2 separate regions of the Sus scrofa genome follow, and region 2 is linked to region 1. A link is a contact called in public Hi-C data. All regions are on one chromosome and are shown on one strand. The core of a region is the stretch at or near the end of the contact, and the rest is flanking DNA. Distances in the headings are between cores, read along the strand shown. Region 1 overlaps JMJD1C (probable JmjC domain-containing histone demethylation protein 2C). Region 2 overlaps REEP3 (receptor expression-enhancing protein 3).

Evidence for each region. Hi-C and Micro-C count contacts between places; a contact is called where the count stands out from the background.
Region 2: a Hi-C map of embryonic fibroblasts shows a contact between it and region 1, with 2.3 times the contacts expected there. The contact joins two enhancer-like sites. A contact is called at or near these places in 1 of 5 promoter capture datasets (liver), 2 of 47 Hi-C or Micro-C datasets (embryonic fibroblasts and fetal liver) and 2 of 2 datasets of contacts at active chromatin or transcription factors (alveolar macrophages and skeletal muscle).

Annotation. Positions count from the first base shown.
Region 1 is chr14:66,674,697-66,678,610 of Sscrofa11.1, forward strand. JMJD1C (probable JmjC domain-containing histone demethylation protein 2C) reads right to left here. Exons shown (of 26, transcript XM_021073644.1): 9 at 3,776-3,914; 10 at 1,324-3,527. Among named protein-coding and RNA genes, the nearest start is that of NRBF2, 86 kb to the left of the region's middle. Within about 2 kb of position 2,040, at least 39 of the 83 cell types and tissues checked have an H3K27ac peak or open chromatin away from gene starts, as enhancers often do. A contact at or near this core is called in embryonic fibroblasts, where this site is marked.
Region 2 is chr14:67,064,094-67,068,007 of Sscrofa11.1, forward strand. REEP3 (receptor expression-enhancing protein 3) reads left to right here. Exons shown (of 8, transcript XM_001925659.6): 7 at 2,782-2,927; 8 at 3,605-3,914. The coding sequence ends at 3,661. Among named protein-coding and RNA genes, the nearest start is that of JMJD1C, 99 kb to the left of the region's middle. Within about 2 kb of position 1,773, at least 12 of the 83 cell types and tissues checked have an H3K27ac peak or open chromatin away from gene starts, as enhancers often do. A contact at or near this core is called in embryonic fibroblasts, where this site is marked.

The DNA.
Region 1 (3,914 bases), core at 790-3,289:
TGAATTGCTTTCTGCATTGTGCAACATACCTAAAAAGAAATAAGCAAACTGAGAAAAACTACTTCTGGAGTAAAAACATACAGAAATACTTCATGGTGCACATTACTATTACTGGCAAGTATCACTATTCTGTCCTGATGTAGCCACAAACGAAATATAAATATTCATCAGTTTTGAAACTTTTACTTATTGTGGAAATTCTTGAATATAGAAATGAACACACAAAACCACAAATCCCCCACTTTTATTTAACCTTTATCCATTGTTAAAGACTGCTTTAACAATGAGTAGTGGTATTAATTAAATAGAAGGTAACTAAGTTTTCAGTTTTTGTCTCCAGGTGAGAGAAGGATGAACATCCCACTACTTAGAAGAACTTCTCTTTTAAAAGTGTAACTTGAAGGAAGTTTTTGTAAACAGAATTTTTTTTTCAACTCTCCCTTGTTATAGGTAAATACCTAACACAGGCACACCTAGGACACAGTGAGGATTTGGTTTCAGACCACCACAATAAAGTGAAGTCACACAAATTTTCCGGTTTCCCAGTAGCACATAAGTTATATTTATACTACACTGCAATCCATTGTGTGCAACAGTATTATTTTTTTAAATGTACCTATCTTAAAATACTGTATTGTAAAAAAATGCTATCCATCATCTGAGCCTTTAGTGAGTTATAATCTTTTTCCAATAGTAACACCAAAGATCACGGATTACAGATCACCATAACAAATATAATAATAACAATGGAAAAACCTGTATTACCAAAATACAACAGAGACACAAAGGGAACAAATGCTATTGGAAAATGGTGAGATACTTTCTTGATACAGGATGTCACAAACCTTCAGTTAAAAAAAAATTTTTTTTTTTTTTTTTAAAGAAAAGACAGTATCTGCAAAGCACAGTAAAACAAGGTATGCCTGTATTAGAAATCCACTTCTGGTGTTACAGTTATAATTGCATTTTGACAGTTTCTGGAAATAAAGTTACTACCACTACTAGTAACAACGATCAGATTACACATTGGGTTTTTCCAATACAAGTGCTACTTATATAAGTCAAATATATTCTTACAAGTTTTTTAAAAATGGAGAGACAGGTCTTCTTTCATTTCCTCTTACAGGGTATTTGTGAAATGTAGAAATGAAGTCAGTGAGCACATACATAACACTAGAGCATACAAATAAAGTCAAAGATGTCTTTAAACTCACTACTTTTAGAGCATGCAAATAAAGTCAAAGATGTCTTTAAACTCACTACTTTATTGCAAGAATGTACAGCCCCTTTTACCTGAGATAACAAAGTAATCAATTTACTTACCACTATTATTGTTGCTCTGCAACTTCAATTTACTTTTTTCTTTGGCACTCCTGCTGAGAACCCCATTGGGTTTTAAATCTTCTTCTATTTCACCTTTTCTCTTCTGAAGATCATTTTGCTTCTTTTTGTAAGTGGGCTTAGGTTGCCTTTTAGTCCTTTGCTCTGATTTACTTTCACTTTCATCTGAATCTCCACTCTCAGAGCCAGATTCGTAAGTTCTTTTGGCTTTTCTCCTGACTTTATCATCTTTTACATATTTATCAACTATGATCTTACTATCTACACTATTTTGTACATCATTAGATGTAGAGGCTATTAAATTTACAGAACATGGCTTAATAATTTCTGATACAGAATTCCCTGAATTTTCCATTTTATTAGTATTTTTATCTTCTTCTGAATGTCTTGTAAGCCAGGCCTTTTTCAGTTTAGTATGGTAGTTTGGCTGACTTGTCTGGGATGCTTGCCCATTTCCTACAGAGTTTGCTTTGTTTATTGTACTACAGACTACAGTGCTATCCAAGAGAGGGGAGGCTGAAGATGTCTGATTTTTCACAGCATTAGGCTCAGTCTCACTGACATTACTACTTTTATATTGAGCCGCAGCCAGTGCTGCCTTGTGCTTTTTTAAATGGATAAAATCAGTTGTGCCTGAGAACCCAGAGCTGGGCTGAAGGGCACTTCCTGTCTTACTACTAGCTGGTGTAACTGGAGCTGTGGTGCTGACCCTACATTCTTGTGTTTGAGCCACTGAATGACTAACAGTTTTTGAAGAGGTACATTCTAAGGATTTAGAGGCCAAAATGGTATTTGATAAAGAGTAAATTATTTCTGAACCACCCCAGCTGGAAACACTGGTAGTAGCAGCAACAGATGTGACTATATCCGTTTTGGTACTACACATTGTATTTACAGCAGACATGACTGAACTGGGAACACTGCCCCGTGAGACAGCCTGAAAGTTTTTTTCGGATTTTATGTGAGCACTGTCTGAATTCACACTTGGCAGAATGATTCTTCCAGTCTCTCCAGCTTCTGCTGGTTTGAGGCAATCTGTTTGATTTGCCCCATTTGAAGATCTTTCACTAACTCGATCTTTGGAAGCTAACTGCATTGCTGGCACACTATCAAGTTTTGCACTAGAAGGTGGACGTACGATGACAGATGCCATAGCAGCCTGTGACTTTCCACTGCTTTTCTCCACATGCCATTCAGCTTTCTCTCTGCTGAGGTTATTATTAGATTTCCACATTTCTGTCAAACCCTGTTCAGAAGAACTCTTAAAATTTGCCTGAGTGTCTTTTGGCTCAGGAATCAGAGTTGGAGGCTTTTGTGATTCCTGAACTTTCCCACCAGCATTTACAGGCATCACTGGAGTTAACGTTGGAGGGGAGAGGCTACTATAGCTGCTTTCCTTTCTTTCCAGACTGTGATGGATTGGTGGGTGAAATACTGGTGCTCTATGTAAAGCAGGCATACTCCGGAGTGTATTTGTAGAAGAAACTGTCAAATGAGTAGGGCTCCTACGATCATTTCTGAAAGTTGTTACTGAGTGAGAAGCAATCTGATGGGGAAGGTGTTCTGGCAACTTGCCTACTAAACCTTCATTTTCTGGTTGGTGTTTAATCAAAGGTGGGGGCTTTGAAAGAGATGATATAAATGAAGTCAGAGTTTGAGGACTGGCTCCTGCTACAAGGGTATTACTTTGTTTTTCAGTGTAAATATTTGAAACTTCTTTGGATGGGTATGACCTTGGTGGTTCATTGACTACAGTATTTGACAATGTAGTGAAATAGTTACTTTGGGGCAAACTCTGAGGCACTGAGTGCTTCATTTTATAAAGATCTGATACTGAACATTCTACATCTTTGTCTTGTTTGATGGCATGGCTTTTAGGGCTAGAAGATGATGGTGCAACTCTGGAATAATTATCTCTCTCACCCTCAAGCCCCTTGATTTTGGTTGTAAATGGAGCAACATCAATACTTTCTTGAAGAATTCGACGGTGTTCCTCTTTATATTTGTTTACTCTCTCTCCAGTCTCCTGGGGTGGTCTCTGTAATTGATTCAATACAGGATCCACAAAATGCCTGTGCAAATGACTATCTTTTCCAGTCTGTGACCTATTTATATCGAGGTCATTTTTTGCTGATGTGGATGCAACAGAACGTAACGGTTCAATAAATGCTTTCCTCTCTAATTCTCTGGAAAGAAAATACACAAAAGTTTCTGTAAACACTTTTTCTTGTATGATACAAAATATAGCTTCATACATTTTTATTCTATCATGAAAGTGAAACAAGACTTTGCATATTATTAAGAAAATTAGAAGGGATATCAAAAAAAATAATTGCACTTATTAAGCCTAATTTTAAGACATTTGTTAACTTTAAACCATCTGTTTATAAGGTGAATTAAGAAAAAGACAAGTTTTAAGCATTGGTGAACTTACTCTTTATGATGATCAACTAAACTTTTTGTCAATGGTGGACTGGAATGTGCTGTAATTTTAAGAGGCCGATGAGGTTCTGCACTGGAAGGTCTGACAGGAATGTGACTAAGTAATCCAATACCATCTGCTGAGGTCACAG
Region 2 (3,914 bases), core at 523-3,022, 390 kb after region 1:
CACATAGGAGTATTTTTTAAATACCTGTGGCATAACGAATCAGTCCATCACTTTTCCTGAAAACAATAATTAGAAAACTAAGATTTTTTTTTAGTTGAAATCAGGAAATAAAGAAAGTATAAGATGTATATAAATCATCTTTTTGAATGCAGTTCCAATTCCTAGTCATATCAAATAAGAGGTAATTAACATAGCAAGAGTCATATTTGTGGAAATATCGTCCTATGCTTCATCTGTGGCCTTAGAGAACTTTTTGATCACAGTTGCTTCCTTTCCTTGATTCCTTATTTCCTTGATTCCTTATTCTGTGTTTTACTATATTGGAATTAGAAATATTATATAAGCAACAGTAATAGAGAAAAATCTAGAAATGGCAATCTAAATTTTTTTTCTATTTCCCCCAATTATAGAATTAGTATAGTTTTTTTAAATAAAAATATGGAGAGTTCCTGCTGTGGTGCAGTGGGTTAACAATCTGGCTTCTCTCTATGGAGGCTCTGATTTGATCCCAGCATAGCAGGTTAAGGGTCTGGCATTGCTGCAGCTGTGGTGCAGGTCGTAGGTCGCAGCTCTGGCTTGGATTCTATCCCTGGCCCGGGAACAGGTGCATATGCTACAGGTGCAGCCGAAAAAGAAATGAGATGAGTTGAGATGGAATGGGATGAGATGAGATGAGATGAAATAATGCCATACCCATGGCATGTGAAATTTCCCAGGCCAAGGATCAAACTCCCACAGTAGTTGCGGCCTATACTATAGCTGTGGCAGTGCCAGACCCTTAACCTGCTGCATCACACAGGAACCTCCAGCACATTTTTTTTTTTTAAGGAAAAATGAAGAAATTTAAAACCACCAAAAAGCCTGCTTTCAACAGATATGACGGTTTCACACATACATATATATCTTTTTCCCACTTAATGTTGCAGCCACACTGGCCTCCTCACATCTCTTCCACAGTTATGTTCCCTGGTGCCCTAGTGCCTTTGCATGTGCTGTCTCTTCTACCTAGAATGCACTTTGACTGCTGCAGGGAAGCAAAAGATCTTGGCCTATATAATGATTGATTCTACTTCCAAATCCTTCCTAAGTTCTAGCCCAGAAGTCTGGCAGCATAAAATTGTACTTCCTTAATATACAATTAAAGATGTTTATCTTAGTATGAGACCAGGAAGCTTAATAACAACTCTTCCCGGTTTGCTTAGTGAAACTGAAGTTATTCATGTCCCATGAGAGCAGATTAATAAACATTTATTCAGTACACTTTTCTTCACATGCAAGAAGCCCATCCCTTACCCTTTCCTGAGCCTGAAAACCTACTTTTTCTCAACTAAAGATGTAGGTATCTATAAACCTTACCTTTATTAAAGGAGAATTTGAAACGTAATGGGCCCTTGTAACCTCACCCCTGTCTTTATAACCTGCCTAGTACTCTGGTTGCCTTAGACGTGGGTCCCTCTCTTGCTCCATCCAGGGAGTACGTGCTCCTGGGTTTAGGCTCTGGACCAGTAGCATAAGCATCACCTGGGAACTTGTTAGAAATGTAGATTCTCAGCCCCACCCCAGGTATAGCAGTGTGTTTATAAATAAGTTCTCCAGGTGACTCCTACATGTGCTAATAAGTTTGTGCTAATAAACTCGAAGATAAAGTTTGAGAGTGCTTCAGGAATGGGAAGCTTCAGGAATGGGAGCATTCTTATCTCTGGATTCCAGCCTCAGGATGTTCTCAGACTTCCTGACCAGCCTGACTGCCTGGATGTTTGCATACTGACCAATGTTAAGTCTTTGTAGTTACACATAGCAGCCTGTTAGCAAACCCTCATGACCTCTTACCGAACTTCCTGATGCTGGCTGTTTTCTTTGACTAACATAAGTCATCATAGCCTGTGGTGTTTCAAATTACTGTAGCCTGACTGGCTAGGTTTTACCTCAGCAGCTGAAACAGTGTTGATTTAACCTCTCCATCATTTGTCTCCAATGGATTTTTCTTGCCCAAGGTTCTAGCCCTTTTGGGTCTCCTTAGGTTCACCCTATCATTTCTGGTCTTGACAAAAGATTTGATACGTGGCAGTGAGAGGGACTCTTAGAATTCCTAATTAGGGAGTTCTTGTTGTAGCTCAGCAGGTTACAAACCTGACTAGTATCCATGAGGGTGCGGGTTTGATCCCTGGCCTCGCTCAGTGTGTTAGGGATCTGGCGTTGCCATGAGCTGTGGTGTAGGTCACAGACCAGCTGGAATCTCGAGTTGCTGTGGCTGTGGTGTAGGCTGGCTGCTTCAGCTCCAATTTAACCCCTAACCTGAGAACTTCCTTATGCTGCAGGTGTGGCCCTAAAAAGCAATAAATAAATAAATAAGAATTCTGAATTAAAGTCCAAAGTACCAATAACACATCAAAACACACGATTGCTTAGGTTGTTTAGAATTCATGTAAAGGAGAAAGGGCAGAGAGAGATTTTTCACTAACTATTTATATTCTTTAAATAAATCCATAAACGTGTTAACCTGCTCAAAAATAAATTGTTTTTAATTATTCTGAAAAAAATGCAGAGTAACAATAGGAATGGTCAGGGAAAGCTTCCTGGAAGAAATGAGTTATAAGCCTCATCTAGAATGGTATAAGGAGCAAAGATGAATGGGGAAGGGCAGGCAAGGCATTTCAGATGAGAAAGGAAGAGGAGTGAGCAAGCAAATGCAGACTGTGCAGAGAACTGCCAGCAGAGTGAAGAGGCAGTGCTGACTGGCATCCTTTCACTAAAACATGCTGGTTTTGACAACTCCCCTAGGTTATGGAATTCCACTGAGAGATGGAGATGAGAAAACAGATGAAGAAGCGGATAGGCCATATTCAGATGATGAGATGTTAACACACAAAGGGCTACGAAGATCACAAAGCATGAAATCTGTGAAAGCCGTGAAAGGCCGAAAAGAGGTGAGTGCAGTATAGGATTGTTTTCCTAATGATTACTATTAAGGGATTTCCCTGTTGCATGATAATTCAGGATATTAATGATCCATCAATGAAGGATTAGAAAGATAGAGCATCGGTTATATTTAAAATTCTTTATTCAGATCAGATGGATTAGGATCTCTGGAAATTTAGAAAATGGTAAATTCCTAGTCTTCCACTATCAGTGGAAAATGGTATTCTCACATAGCAAAATCATACGGTTATCATGAGTACCTATGCATAAGCAAAGAAAACAGTATTAACTACATAGTTTTTTTTCTGAACCAACTCTCTATAAGGATTAAATAGTAAAAGTGTATCAATAAAAATATATTGTCTTTGTCCCCAGAAAGCAGTAGAGGATCCCAATAAATGGCCTCAGATCATTGTAAGCAATGTTCATTGACATGTACCAAGCAAAGCATAAATAATGACAGCTAATATTTTTATTTGTTATTAGTGATAACAATCTGTGCATATATCCAACATGATAGCAACAACATTTTTTAGTATATGGGTAGTGCTGTCTTTTGAGTACATACATATAAGATAATTCTTTGTATCAGAAAAGTTAAATAATTCCTATGATTATGAACTACTCCATCCTATTTAATTTCAAAGTCTAATTTGTAATAATAACACAAAATTTCTCTCCTCAGGTGCGGTATGGGTCACTAAAATACAAAGTGAAGAAAAGACCACAAGTGTATTTTTAGTCATGTAGACTTCAAGTATCCCAAGACAAATTATGCTAATATATCAACTTTTTTTCCTAACATCCTATATTCAGGATTTATACATTAAAATAATTCTTTAAATTGTAGTGGTGATAGGGTTTACTTTTATTGTTTTAAATAGTTTTTATGTCTAACAATTACTTCCAAATCTTGACTACTAAAATAAGTTATGCGAAGTGGATAGGAATATCAGAAAAAACAGAAAATTATGCTATTTTCAGATTCCTCAAAA